Linked DNA regions of Mus musculus: all the other regions are linked to region 1. A link is a contact called in public HiChIP or PLAC-seq and promoter capture Hi-C data. All regions are on one chromosome and are shown on one strand. The core of a region is the stretch at or near the end of the contact, and the rest is flanking DNA. Distances in the headings are between cores, read along the strand shown.

The links. Promoter capture Hi-C pulls out the DNA fragments that hold promoters and counts their contacts. HiChIP or PLAC-seq counts read pairs in DNA pulled down with a chosen protein or histone mark.
Region 2: a promoter capture Hi-C map of pre-B cells shows a contact between it and region 1, with 5 times the contacts expected there. The contact joins the promoter of Vmn2r27 here to the promoter of Foxj2 in region 1. A contact is called at or near these places in 1 of 39 promoter capture datasets (pre-B cells) and 1 of 115 datasets of contacts at active chromatin or transcription factors (large pre-B cells).
Region 3: a contact with region 1 is called in an H3K27ac HiChIP or PLAC-seq map of acute myeloid leukemia, with 5 times the contacts expected there. The contact joins the enhancer-like site here to the promoter of Foxj2 in region 1. A contact is called at or near these places in 8 of 39 promoter capture datasets (cranial neural crest, embryonic stem cells, hippocampal neurons and 5 more), 9 of 115 datasets of contacts at active chromatin or transcription factors (VIP interneurons, acute myeloid leukemia, embryonic forebrain and 2 more) and 1 of 9 other capture datasets (embryonic stem cells).
Region 4: a contact with region 1 is called in a promoter capture Hi-C map of the HPC-7 cell line. The contact joins the enhancer-like site here to the promoter of Foxj2 in region 1. A contact is called at or near these places in 17 of 39 promoter capture datasets (the 3T3-L1 cell line, 3T3-L1-derived adipocytes, the HPC-7 cell line and 10 more), 2 of 15 datasets of contacts at CTCF or cohesin (large pre-B cells and stem cell-derived epiblast-like cells), 10 of 115 datasets of contacts at active chromatin or transcription factors (DN3 thymocytes, astrocytes, embryonic forebrain and 7 more) and 2 of 9 other capture datasets (embryonic stem cells and liver).

The regions. Positions count from the first base shown.
Region 1 is chr6:122,818,876-122,821,667 of GRCm38.p6, reverse strand. It overlaps Foxj2 (forkhead box J2), which reads right to left and starts at 1,484. Exons shown (of 11, transcript NM_021899.3): 1 at 698-1,484.
Region 2 is chr6:124,230,500-124,233,199 of GRCm38.p6, reverse strand. It overlaps Vmn2r27 (vomeronasal 2, receptor27), which reads left to right and starts at 1,416. Exons shown (of 6, transcript NM_001104642.1): 1 at 1,416-1,630. The coding sequence starts at 1,416.
Region 3 is chr6:124,448,178-124,451,141 of GRCm38.p6, reverse strand. Clstn3 (calsyntenin 3) reads left to right here. Exons shown (of 18, transcript NM_153508.4): 10 at 383-436; 11 at 1,211-1,368; 12 at 1,504-1,652. Among named protein-coding and RNA genes, the nearest start is that of Clstn3, 15 kb to the left of the region's middle. Within about 2 kb of position 1,636, at least 20 of the 459 cell types and tissues checked have an H3K27ac peak or open chromatin away from gene starts, as enhancers often do. A contact at or near this core is called in acute myeloid leukemia, liver and pre-B cells, where this site is marked.
Region 4 is chr6:124,261,604-124,264,303 of GRCm38.p6, reverse strand. No RefSeq gene overlaps it. Among named protein-coding and RNA genes, the nearest start is that of Vmn2r27, 31 kb to the right of the region's middle. Within about 2 kb of position 1,418, at least 6 of the 459 cell types and tissues checked have an H3K27ac peak or open chromatin away from gene starts, as enhancers often do. A contact at or near this core is called in the HPC-7 cell line, where this site is marked.

The DNA.
Region 1 (2,792 bases), core at 235-2,734:
GGACACATGAGGGGACTAAGGCAGATTTGGTATCTAGGAAGACTCCAGCCCACCAAGGTGCATTGCCCTGACAGTTCCTTCTCATTCCAGGACATGTGCATTCGCATTTCCCTTTGGATTTTACACAGAGAGGCAGATATCCAGCCTGAAGTAGGGTTGTCAAAAGGGGCCTCCCTCCTGGTATCCAAGACAGAGTGGGCGGGGACCTGTCGCCAGTCAGGCAAGCAGTCATTGTAATAGACTGGAAAGAAGACGTCTGTTGAATATTAAACTGACTTAGGCATGCCCTGGACGATACAATACAATCCATAAAATGCCCCCACGACTGCAGGTCATTTACTGCAGGTCCAGTCACCAGAGGACAAGACCCAAAGATGGACAGTGCTGTGGGATTCTGACTGTGCTGTGTCCTGAGTTACTAACACCATGGCGTCCTGAAAACGCACCTGTTGTCTGTTCTCAGTCCAAAGCATCAACTTCTCTAGGGGCTGCAAATGACCCAACCCTTTGGACTCCAAAATCTTAAAAGGCCATTTCTCAGAGTCTCTGAAGCAACATGTGGGTTCCAGTGCAAAAGTTCCATCGGAAGACATTTCCCAGGGGTCTTTCTTCTTCCCTTCGAATGAACCCTAAGCTCCACCATTTCCGCTCCCCACACCTCCTGGTGTCTAAAGACTACAGAACGGAAAGCACTAACCTGTCTCCAAGGCTCCCCCCGCCGCTGGAGGAAACCACCTGGTACAGAAGTTTGAGGTTGCAGGGATTCCCCTCTTCAGAGGCAGGTGACAGGTGGCATCCTCAGTGACTCTTCCAGTGCCTGGCGGAGCCTCCCAGGCTGGAGCAGGGAACTGAGTCCCCTGAGGAAGAGGAGTCGAAGGAGGAGGAGGGGGAGAGGGAGGACCTACCTGGGGAAGATGGCACACCCCCCACCCCCTGCCTGCTACCCTAGGGAGGAGGGGAGGAGCCTCTCCCAGCCAGGAGTTGTCTCCTCCCCTTTGGGGGAATCCCCCTCCCCCCCCAAACTGGATCTTTCAGGGGCTGAGGGCTCTTTCTGTCAGTTGGAGATCTGAGTGGAGGGGCTCTGCCCCGGTCCACTGTCTAGGTGCACGGAAGTTGAGGGGCGAGGTCTTCTACTCTCCAGCAAACTGGAACCAATTCCTGGCGGTTCCCTGGAGGGTCCTGGCTTGTGCGTATCAGGACGCCTCTCCGCGGTGAGTCCCGGGTGGGATGCGGGGTGCCTACTCCACAGGCATGGCTCCCTTTCTCTCTGCCTCAAAAGTCCCAAACTGTCTGGAGTGCGCTGAGGCGTGAGGGAGGTCTCACTCCGGGTCCTTCAGGTCTCACTACCCTTCCCGACTTCTGGGGGTCTCCGCTGGAGCCACCGTGGGAGGGACAGCCGCGTGCCCTGCGGCGATCTCTTCTGGCTGTCCGGGGAGTAGGGAGGGTCCTCCCTCCCAAGGGAGAGGGAGCAGGTCCCGGCACAGGGTGTCCCGAGGGTGGGGTCCTCGCACTCCGGCTCCCGCCCGCCTGGCCGGCCGGCCTGGACAGCAGGGTCCCGGAGGCCGCGGTCCGGGCTCCCGTCACCCGCTGCCGGGCGGCAGCGCCTCCCGGGTCACGTCCCCCGTCCGCCGCGCTTCCCGGAGCGTGGGGCTCCCCGCGCTGCCACCTCTGAGGCTCCGACCGGTCGGGGCAGCCAGGAGCCGGCAGGCGGACGGAGCGCGTCGGGGCTCGGCTCGGGCTCGGCTCAGCTCCGCTGCAGGCCCCGGCTCCTCCCCGGCCTCGGCGCCGCGCTCCGCGCCCCTCCCCCTCCCGCCGCCGCGGCCGCCGCCTCCCGGCGCGGGTTAAGGAGGAGCGCGGAGCCCCGCAGCCCACGGGTCGCCGACCCTCCGTCCCGGGCACTGGCGATGCCAGCGTCCACGCTAAGGGCCACACACACCTCTCATTGTGCTGTGGTCTACGCCTAAGACAAGTATTCCCAGTTTTCTCAGAAACGCATTTGATGGCTCCTCTCTTTCTCTTCCAGACAGCTTATAAAGGGTTATAGGGCCGGGCGTGAAGTTAAAGTTTACTCTTATCCTGGAGGTCAGTGAAAGATTGGATCGAGGATGTATAAAAAGATAAATGAGTCTGTTATAGAGAAATGAGCATCGGGAAATGGGGTCTTGTGTTAGTTTCGGCTCTGCAAACTTGTGCAAGGCCCTAGTTTCTGGAAGCATAGCCTGTGAAGAAGGGACTATGATACTCTGGCCTGCCTACTAATATGGATGTCGCAGTCACCAAAGGAAATGATTTACGAGTTGCTTTTTAAAATGGTCTAGTACACAAAGGGTTCAAAGCATGATTATTCATTTCCCTTATAAAATGTCATTTTTTTTTACCTTTGTGCTAAAGTCAAGTGACATTTCTATAGACTATGTTATCCTGAGTGCCACAGGGAGATAGAATGGGCTCTCAGCACATCCCTCTACTTCTTACAGAATAATCTCCATCCTGGGACAGGAAATAGAACCAGGTTAGCCCATCTCTTACCTCCCCAGTCATGCTATTCCAGTACAAACTCTTAGGTATATCACCCTCTGGCTTACTTTTCTCCAATTGTGTTCTATTATAAAATGATAAGACAAAAGAAATTGTTCACTTGATATTTGAATTGCTCAAAAAGATGACAGTTTGATGACTCCCTGTAGAAAGAGATGTCATTTGTCTTCTGGCTAAATATATGCCTACTGCCATTTACTTACATTCTTGTACATATAACCACATTACACATACAACGTCTGCATTAAGGCTTC
Region 2 (2,700 bases), core at 167-2,666, 1.4 Mb before region 1:
AAGAGGCTCCCAGGACCAACGAGGATGATATTAAATGAAATATGCAACAAATGGGAGAGAGAATCTGTAGGGACCATATGGAGAGATTAGGCATGGCCTCTGATTTAGGGATGGGGCCACCTACCCTTCTATATAATTTTAACCCAGAATGGCTCCTGTGTAATGGAAATACAGAGGAAAATATTGAAGCAAAAACTGAAGGAAAGGCCATCTAGAGATGCCCTACCTGGAGATTCATCTCATATATGGTCACCAAACCCAGTCAGTATTGTGGATGCCAAGAAGAGCTTGCTGTCAGGAATCTGTTCTTACTCTCTCCTGAGAGATTCTGAAAGAGCCTGACAAATACAGATGTGGATGCTCACAGTCATCCATTGGACTGAGCTCTTGGACCCCAATGTAGGAGATAGAAAAAGGACTGAAGGAGGTGAAGGGGTTTGTAGCGCCATAGAAAGAACAACAATATCAACCAACCAGTCACCCCAGAACTCCCAGGAACTAAATCACCAAACCAAAGAGTACACAAGGAAGGACTCCCCATTGCCCCCCATGATTGCAGCAGCACATGTAGCAAAATATGGCTTGGCCTGGCATCAAGAGTAAGAGAATCCCTTGGACCCGTGAAGACTCCATTCCCCAGTGTTTGGAAATGATAGGGAGGTGACCTGGGAGTGAGTTGTCCTTGGGGGAGCACCCTCATACAAGCAGGAGGAGGGGAATGATATAGGGGAGTTGCAGAGGGAAAAACAGGAAAGAGGGATAACATTTGAAATGTAAGTGAATAAATATGAATAAAATGAATAAAATATCCAATAAAAAGCATACCCAAGCTGATATTTGACCCAGTATAGTGTCTAGAAATGTTTTCTAGGGTAAGGCTTTTTCTTTCCTTACAGAACACTGTAAGATGACACTGATGTTAAATGATTGAGAGTCCAGCCTTTTTGCCCTCAAACACTGAGTCCTTTGATGTCTCCTTTAGATGACCCATCATGACATTATTATGTTTCCACTGGTTAGTGTCTCTTTACCTTGGGACCTTGAGAATCCTCAGCTTACTGAGTGCAAACACCCCACAGGTGTTTGAGAGGACTTCACACTTGTTCTTAATTGCATGTTTTCCTGCCGAGACCCAGAATTCCCAGGTGCCCAGTGACAGGTTCATGATTCCTTGGAGACTCACAGCAACTCTGTGAAGGGGACACAATCTAGTAGGTGCAACACAAATTATACTCCCTGGAACTGAGGGAGTGTTTGAATACTGGTGGGTCTGTATCAGGACAAAACAATGCTTTATAAATTTGATCAACACAGACCAGACAGCCACATATTTTATCCATTTGTTCATGTTGATTAGTCCAAGGTTCTTAACTGAACAGTTATCTTGGTTTTATCAATTATTTATCAATGTTATTATGAAATTACTCATTGCCTTCTCTCTAGTGATTGTTCTCATTTCATTCCAGGAAAAAATGTCTTGTTTCTACATAAGTGTACCTGATTCTCCTGGCTACAATCAAGATGGGGATTTTCTTATTGGAGGATTCTTTTCCCTTAGAGTGACTGGTCGAGAAGACAGAACTGAATTTTGCTTTAATGAGACAATGAATATGACATATGGTAGTTATTTGTAAGTGTTTGTCTTCTCTCTTTAAAAAATTATTGTTTCAGGATTTCATACTCATATAAAATATATGTTGATCTCTCCCATCTCTACCGCTTCCCCTCCAATGTATCCTGCCTTCAACTTTATGGGGTCTCTCTGTCTCTGTCCCTCTATCTCTCTGTCTGTTTGTCTCTATGTCTCTGTTTCTCTCTTTTCCTCATTTTCTCACTTTTTACTTTAGTAATTTAATTTAGGCATGCCAGTACTCTAGACGTATAAGACATCATCTAGAGTCTAGGTAAGCTACTAGGACAAACCTCCTAAGGAAACAGCCTCTCCCTTCCCCAGTAGCCACCAAATGCCAATAGCTACTCAACCATGACTGGCGCTCTGTGCATCTCTCCCCTACTCATGTTGAATTCTTTTAAATATGAATATGTTGAAAATAATTTGTAGTTAAGAACAATTTTTCTTTGTAGTTATTTAGTGTAGTATACAGAAAATATTTTATTTATCATGTTTCAATGTACTTGACAGTTTTTAAATTGCTATGGTTGATCAACCACTGTGTACTTTCCTGAGGTTCATCCTATTTTTAAATACTTCCTGAAAGATTAACTTTGAATGTTTGCTATTTCCCACATGCTTTACTCTTCTATTTAAATTTCTCATACACAATCGCACAGTAAAAATTGAAAGTTTTACTTTTCACAGTATGTGGTAGTACAAACCTTTAATCCCAGAACTTGAGAATCAGAGGCAGTTCTGTGAGCCTGAGTTTAACCTAGTCTATATACTGAGTTTAATTTCAGCCTGGGCTGAATAAGTGAGACTCTGTCTCAAAAAAAAAATTCAAAAAAATTGAATTTGATAAGTTGTACTATGAATCTTCTTTCTTAAGACTAATTTCTTCACATTTTAAATATAGAATATCCTGCTTGTTTCTTGGTATATCATGTATATTTTTATATGACTTAGACTTTTATAAGTAAAAATCCAGAATTTGAGAGGTAGCATGAGAGGCACTGGGTGGATAAATGAGCACAAGGTAAAGGATATAATTATATTTTAATTAAAAATTAATATTAAAAAAG
Region 3 (2,964 bases), core at 387-2,886, 1.6 Mb before region 1:
CTGATACCCAAGTCCCCACTGTGTGGGTCAGCACCTTAAACTTGGTGGCATTTCCATCCGCAGATTGACAGCATTAACTCTAGCCAGTTCTCACTTGGTTCCCTCAAGGAGATGATGATTTCCACAGCCTCTCCCTTGCAGGAGGACAGGAATCCTCTGGGGGGACCGCTAGTCTTCCATTTGCGTACCAGAGTCCTCCCGTTTCCTGTTCAAAAGAGTAATCTATAACATAGGCCTGCAAGATTGGGGGATATCACGTGAGGGGTTGGGACTCTGCTGAGAGCCTGCAAACCCTACATGGCAAGAGAGGACTTAGGAGAATTACAAAACGTCTTGTCACAGCTCCCAGCTCACTGCTGCGCTTTTTTTTCTTCGTTTGCAGAAGAGAAGAACAAAGAGAAGAAGGGGGGAGAGAACAGTACAGACACAGCCTCAGGTACACCGTGGGTGAGAATTGGAGACCAGAGTTCTAACCTCAACTGGTTTATGTGTGCTTCTCTTTCTGCCCCCCAACCCAGCCTTTCTAGTTTCTCCTTCACACGCCACCATGGTATACAGTCTCTAAGCCAAGGCAGGTTCTCCTTGGAGCAAGAAGGCTGGGTATATAGCTTGGCTGGATTCTGCGTGTTCCCCCCACCCCCCAGGCCCCCGCTTAGAGACTGTAGTACCATTTCTCTTGCTGACTTTCCAATAGCAAAAAGCAGGGAGCCAGAGTGGCCAGTCTAGGCATCTATGGAGCTCACACACATTCATCCTGGTCTCCCCGCATGTCCCTGGAAAGACGCCCTCTCTTACAGTCCCCTCATTTCCTGTCAGTTTCTAATGTTCCCCCTCCCGTGGTTTCCTCCTCCTCTCTCTCCTCATGGCTTTTTACATGTCTGCCCTTCTCTTCCTTCTCTCCTCCTCTTCCTCCTCATGGTGTTTTTCCCCGCCCCCTTCTCACTTTTCTTCTTCCTGTGTGCTACGGGATGGAACCCAGAGCCTCACACATCCTAAGCAACAATTCGGTCTCTTCTGTCTCCTCCATCCCACCCCTCATTCCTACTTCTCCCTCACCTCTCATCTCTTATTTCTGTAATTTCATTTTCTTTCTCTAGCCTCCTGCTACGTCTTCCTTTCTCTTTTCTCTCAGCCCCAACCTCGGCCCACCTTTCCTCTGCTCCTCTTTTCTCCTCTCACTACCTGCCCTGCTCCTGTGTTCCTGCCCTAGGAGACCCCTTGCTGATCCACCACTACTTTCATGGCTACCTAGCTGGTTTCAGCGTGCGCTCAGGTCGCCTGGAGAGCCGTGAGGTCATCGAGTGCCTCTATGCATGTCGGGAGGGGCTGGACTATAGGGATTTCGAGAGCCTGGGCAAAGGCATGAAGGTATAGCCCTTTCCATTCCCTCTCTTTCCCGGCATGGCCCTGGCCCCGACCCCCCCTCGACTCCTTTACAGTTCTGCACCTTTCCTCTCCTGCCTCCTGGTCTTGCTCTCAGCTATGTCTGTGTCTGGGACCCAGGTCCACGTGAACCCCTCGCAGTCCCTGCTCACCCTGGAGGGGGATGATGTGGAGACCTTCAACCATGCCCTGCAGCATGTGGCTTACATGAACACTCTGCGCTTTGCCACACCCGGCGTCAGGCCCCTGCGCCTCACCACCGCTGTCAAGTGAGTGTTGGGTAGGCGGGCTGATCATAGAACAGAGTCGGTGTCGTTCTTTATCTTAAGACATCACTAGAGCTAGCCACACCTTTCTCATTTCATGTTCCGCTCTCCCTCTCGGAGTCCCAAGAGAGGACAGCTGACCTGTTGAAGATCATGTTGGTAGAAGAACTTGGACCAGAGTCAGGTTTCCCGTTCTGTTACACGCTGTGAAGATGAGTTGTCAGGGTTTGGGAGTTTTGATCTTGTTTATGCTAATATATAAGGTGGGGCTGACATTCTGACTCAATTCTAATTATTTGGATGACCTTGGACAAATGGTGAGATCTGCTCATTTGGCCTATTTATCTTACTTCACCAAGTTCTTGCAAAATAAATATGACGAACCTATGCCTTCTGGCCAAATCTGGCTTGCTGTTTTCCCTGATGTTCATGGCTGCTTTTACAGGGTTCAGGCAGGAGAATAGCTGAGACAGAGATTGCGTATTTCCAAAAGAGAGAGATTATTTCCCAGCTAGTCTTTTAAAGGACAACTTTGCTGAGCTTTATATTGTAATGGGATGACTTTTGCATTCTTCAGCCGAAAAATTGTGGGTAAGGTCAAGGTGTAAGTGTTTATTAGATATAGATTAGCATCTTAGTATTTATTAGTCTAGATTATTAGATATTAGAGGGATAACAGGACCTGACCGATGGAATTGTTATGAACTAATCGCTATCACCCAGGGCTAATGTTTGCCACTGTGGCTATTCGGTAGGTACTGCTGGGTCCTCTGGGAAGGCAGTTCTTCCCCATCCCCACCCCACCCCACCCCACCCCACCGCAGTTATTATGGTCTGGAGGGCAGTTTTCAGACATACTGCCATCTAGTGGCTGGATCATGCAATTTAGGAGCCAGAGTTCCCGTGTTCTCCCCTCTCTGCCTCAACTTCTCCATAAATTCCCTGAAGCATGTGCTTCAGATATATTGGAAGAGGGCTCTGTGACCTGTAGTACCTGGGCACAATTTCTAGGCTCCTGTCAGACCTGTGGAAGGTTGCAGCTGGGCTGTCCTGCGGTTACACTGTGGAGTTAAAGGTCACAGACTATTGCGTATCATGTGGCCACAGACCAGAGCTGTCTGCGCCCCACTGTATACTAGCCAACATTTCCTTTGTAAAACATTTATTTTGATGTATATGGGTGTTTTATGTATATGTCTACATAACATAGTTGTGCAGTGCCGGCAAAGGCCTTCGGATCTCTCAGGTTGGAGTGACACCTTGTACTGAGGTGTCCTGTGGGTGCTGTGAAGTGAACCTGGGGCCTCTGGAAGAG
Region 4 (2,700 bases), core at 169-2,668, 1.4 Mb before region 1:
ACATCTGGTCAATGCCTTGGGAACAGTGCAGTTGCTAATATCCTTGATGTCTGCCCTTGTCTAAAGTGACCGTGGAATGATTAACAGGGAAAGACGGCAGGAAGGCAATCATTCTGGGGTAATTTAAAAATTTTCTCTGTCTTAGGTGCTTTTTCAGTCAGGTCAACTAATGGCAAATAATATGCAATACAGACTCACTGTATCTTTATAAAGTTGTATTCTTTGAGAGGTAAAGTGTTACTAATTTAATCATGCTGTAGATGTTATTATCGTGCAAGGTAGCAGAATTTGAACTCACTAGAACATCTGTATTTTTTTTTCTTACACAAATACATTTGACTTTATTTGGTACTTGCATACAATACTTTCTTTGTCATTTCTAGTAATTTCAGTAAAATGAATCAAAATGTGGGCAGGTAGTTAAAGAAATTATCATCTCGAGATTTTGCTGCTGGTCTGATTACTTGATGTTCAGAGACACTGCTTGAAAGTACCCTTGGGACTGTCCAGCTGAAGGTGGACTCTTAAATTTTAACATGCTGAACATCTGTATTTTTATTGTAAATCATATCAACATGTTTATCCATGTCTGGTACCACCTAAAGGAGGAGCATAAGTAGATGCCCTCCATGCTCATTCAGGGGACCCCTTCCCTGGGCTCAAAGCTGACTCCTCCAAGGACACTGTTATCAGGGTGACAGTCTTACACTGAACAGCTCCTGACCCTCTCAATAGAATTTCCCTCTCCCAGCCTTGTCTACAAAAGTGTCAGGACATATTTTCAGATGTGTGTGGAGTAATGTTATCAAGAACCACTGACTGCAGAATTTACACATTGAACCATGCTGCACAGACATTCTAAAGCCAGAGGAAGCAAACTATAAAAACACCATGAAACCTGGAAGTTGGGATCTAACTTGTATTTTAAGAAGTAGCTTGGGGGTTCTGGGCCACACTTGTAGGAGATGGCACCAGTTATTCCAGTCAGGAGGGCAAATACACCCTGGCCCACCCTTGCAAGCACTGACTGGCCTCTCACAGCCTAAAATACTCAATTCAATTTCAAACACTTCTGATCTGATGTTTAAATTTTATCCTGTCTTCTGTAATAGGAAATATGATATAAAATGCAAAACAAAACCTCTAATTACCTTAGATCCAATAACCTTGGTTCTACCCTAATCTCAATGCTATTTAGACTCTTTTTCATGATAATTTTTTTAATCACTAACAAGCATTGACATAGATAGCATTGCTATGGAGGGGTGGGAAGACTTTTCTTTTTGGATTAAACTGATGTGAAAGATAAACTCTTGTCTTATTTGAGGTCCTGTTTAATGCAGGTTCACTGTACACATGCACAGACCTAGTTTGGGTGTGAGGTAATGACTTGAAGGCAGTGCGCCACCCAGTGGTGGATCTCCATCGTCTCTTTCAGTGGGTTCCCACACAGGAAGTTAACAAAGAACCTTCACGACTGGACTCAAGCTAAGTGCTGCCCTCTCTTTCCCTCTAACAAAAGACCTACCCCAGGCCCAGAATGGAAGAGTCTAGAGGTGGCTTTCCCTGCAGAGAGGGACCCAGATGTTGTTATTGGCAGGAAGAGAAAAGCCGACAAGATTGAATATCTCCTAAGCAACAGATGCCCTGTGAAAGTTGTGTTAAGTGAGTTGTTTTGCTGCATCTGCTGGCACATGGCTCTACCAACCCCATAGCTGACACTTGCCAAAACCAAAATGGCTGATAGAGCAGCTAACCACTTTCTGATCGCTGAATCTGCACACGGTTAAACTGCCTTCTAGATACTCTTCTTCATACCCATCTGTAAGCGCATCCCTCAACCCTCGTCAGAGAAGGTTCCGCTTGCAGTAGATGTCAGTCAATTCAGAGACCCACAACCGGTCAAGGTGAAGTGAACAAGACAGTGTGGACTGTTCAACCACAAATGGGACACCTGTATCACACCTACTGCCCCCCGCCCCCAGCTCAGGAACATCACATCACAGCAGAGGCGGAAGAAAGATTATAAGAGGTAAAAATCACAGAGGACTGCTTCATAGTAGCATTTTCTGGACATGACTGGGCTAGTGCACACATAAACTCACAGTGGTTGTGGCTGCATGCACACCATCCAGTCAGGTGAAATTCCAGCAGGGATGTGGCGGGAACACAGCGTCACAACCCTAGCTCAGATGCTACTGTAGGAGGTTGTTGATGGCTGACAGAAGGGACACTGTTCTTCTCCCTCCTCCCCCTCCTCCCCCTCTTCGTCCTCCTCCTCCCTCTCCTCCTCCTTCTGTTGTTCTTGCCTCTGATAGGCCAGTGAATGACCCTATATTCATACAATACTGACCCATGGTTTTTAAAAGTGAACATGAGATTAGGGCGTGAACAGTAGTGGGTGGGCTTGATCAAACCACCTTTTTTTGTATATAAAATTCTCAAACAATAAAACATTTACCCACCCCACTCCAAAATTTTGATAGCACCTATTTAGAAAAGGAAATGTTGATATTTTTATTTTCAATAGCAAAAAAAAAAAATGTATCTAGAGGAACTGGGAAAATGGACTTATTTGGTATTCTATTTTAAAAGCTCTGTTGATTTTTTAAAATCAGTACTATTGTTGGCTGCTGGTGTTTCTTTTGGCTTTTTGTGGAACTTAGCTGTCCCTGAACTCAGGTCCCTTAATCATTCTGG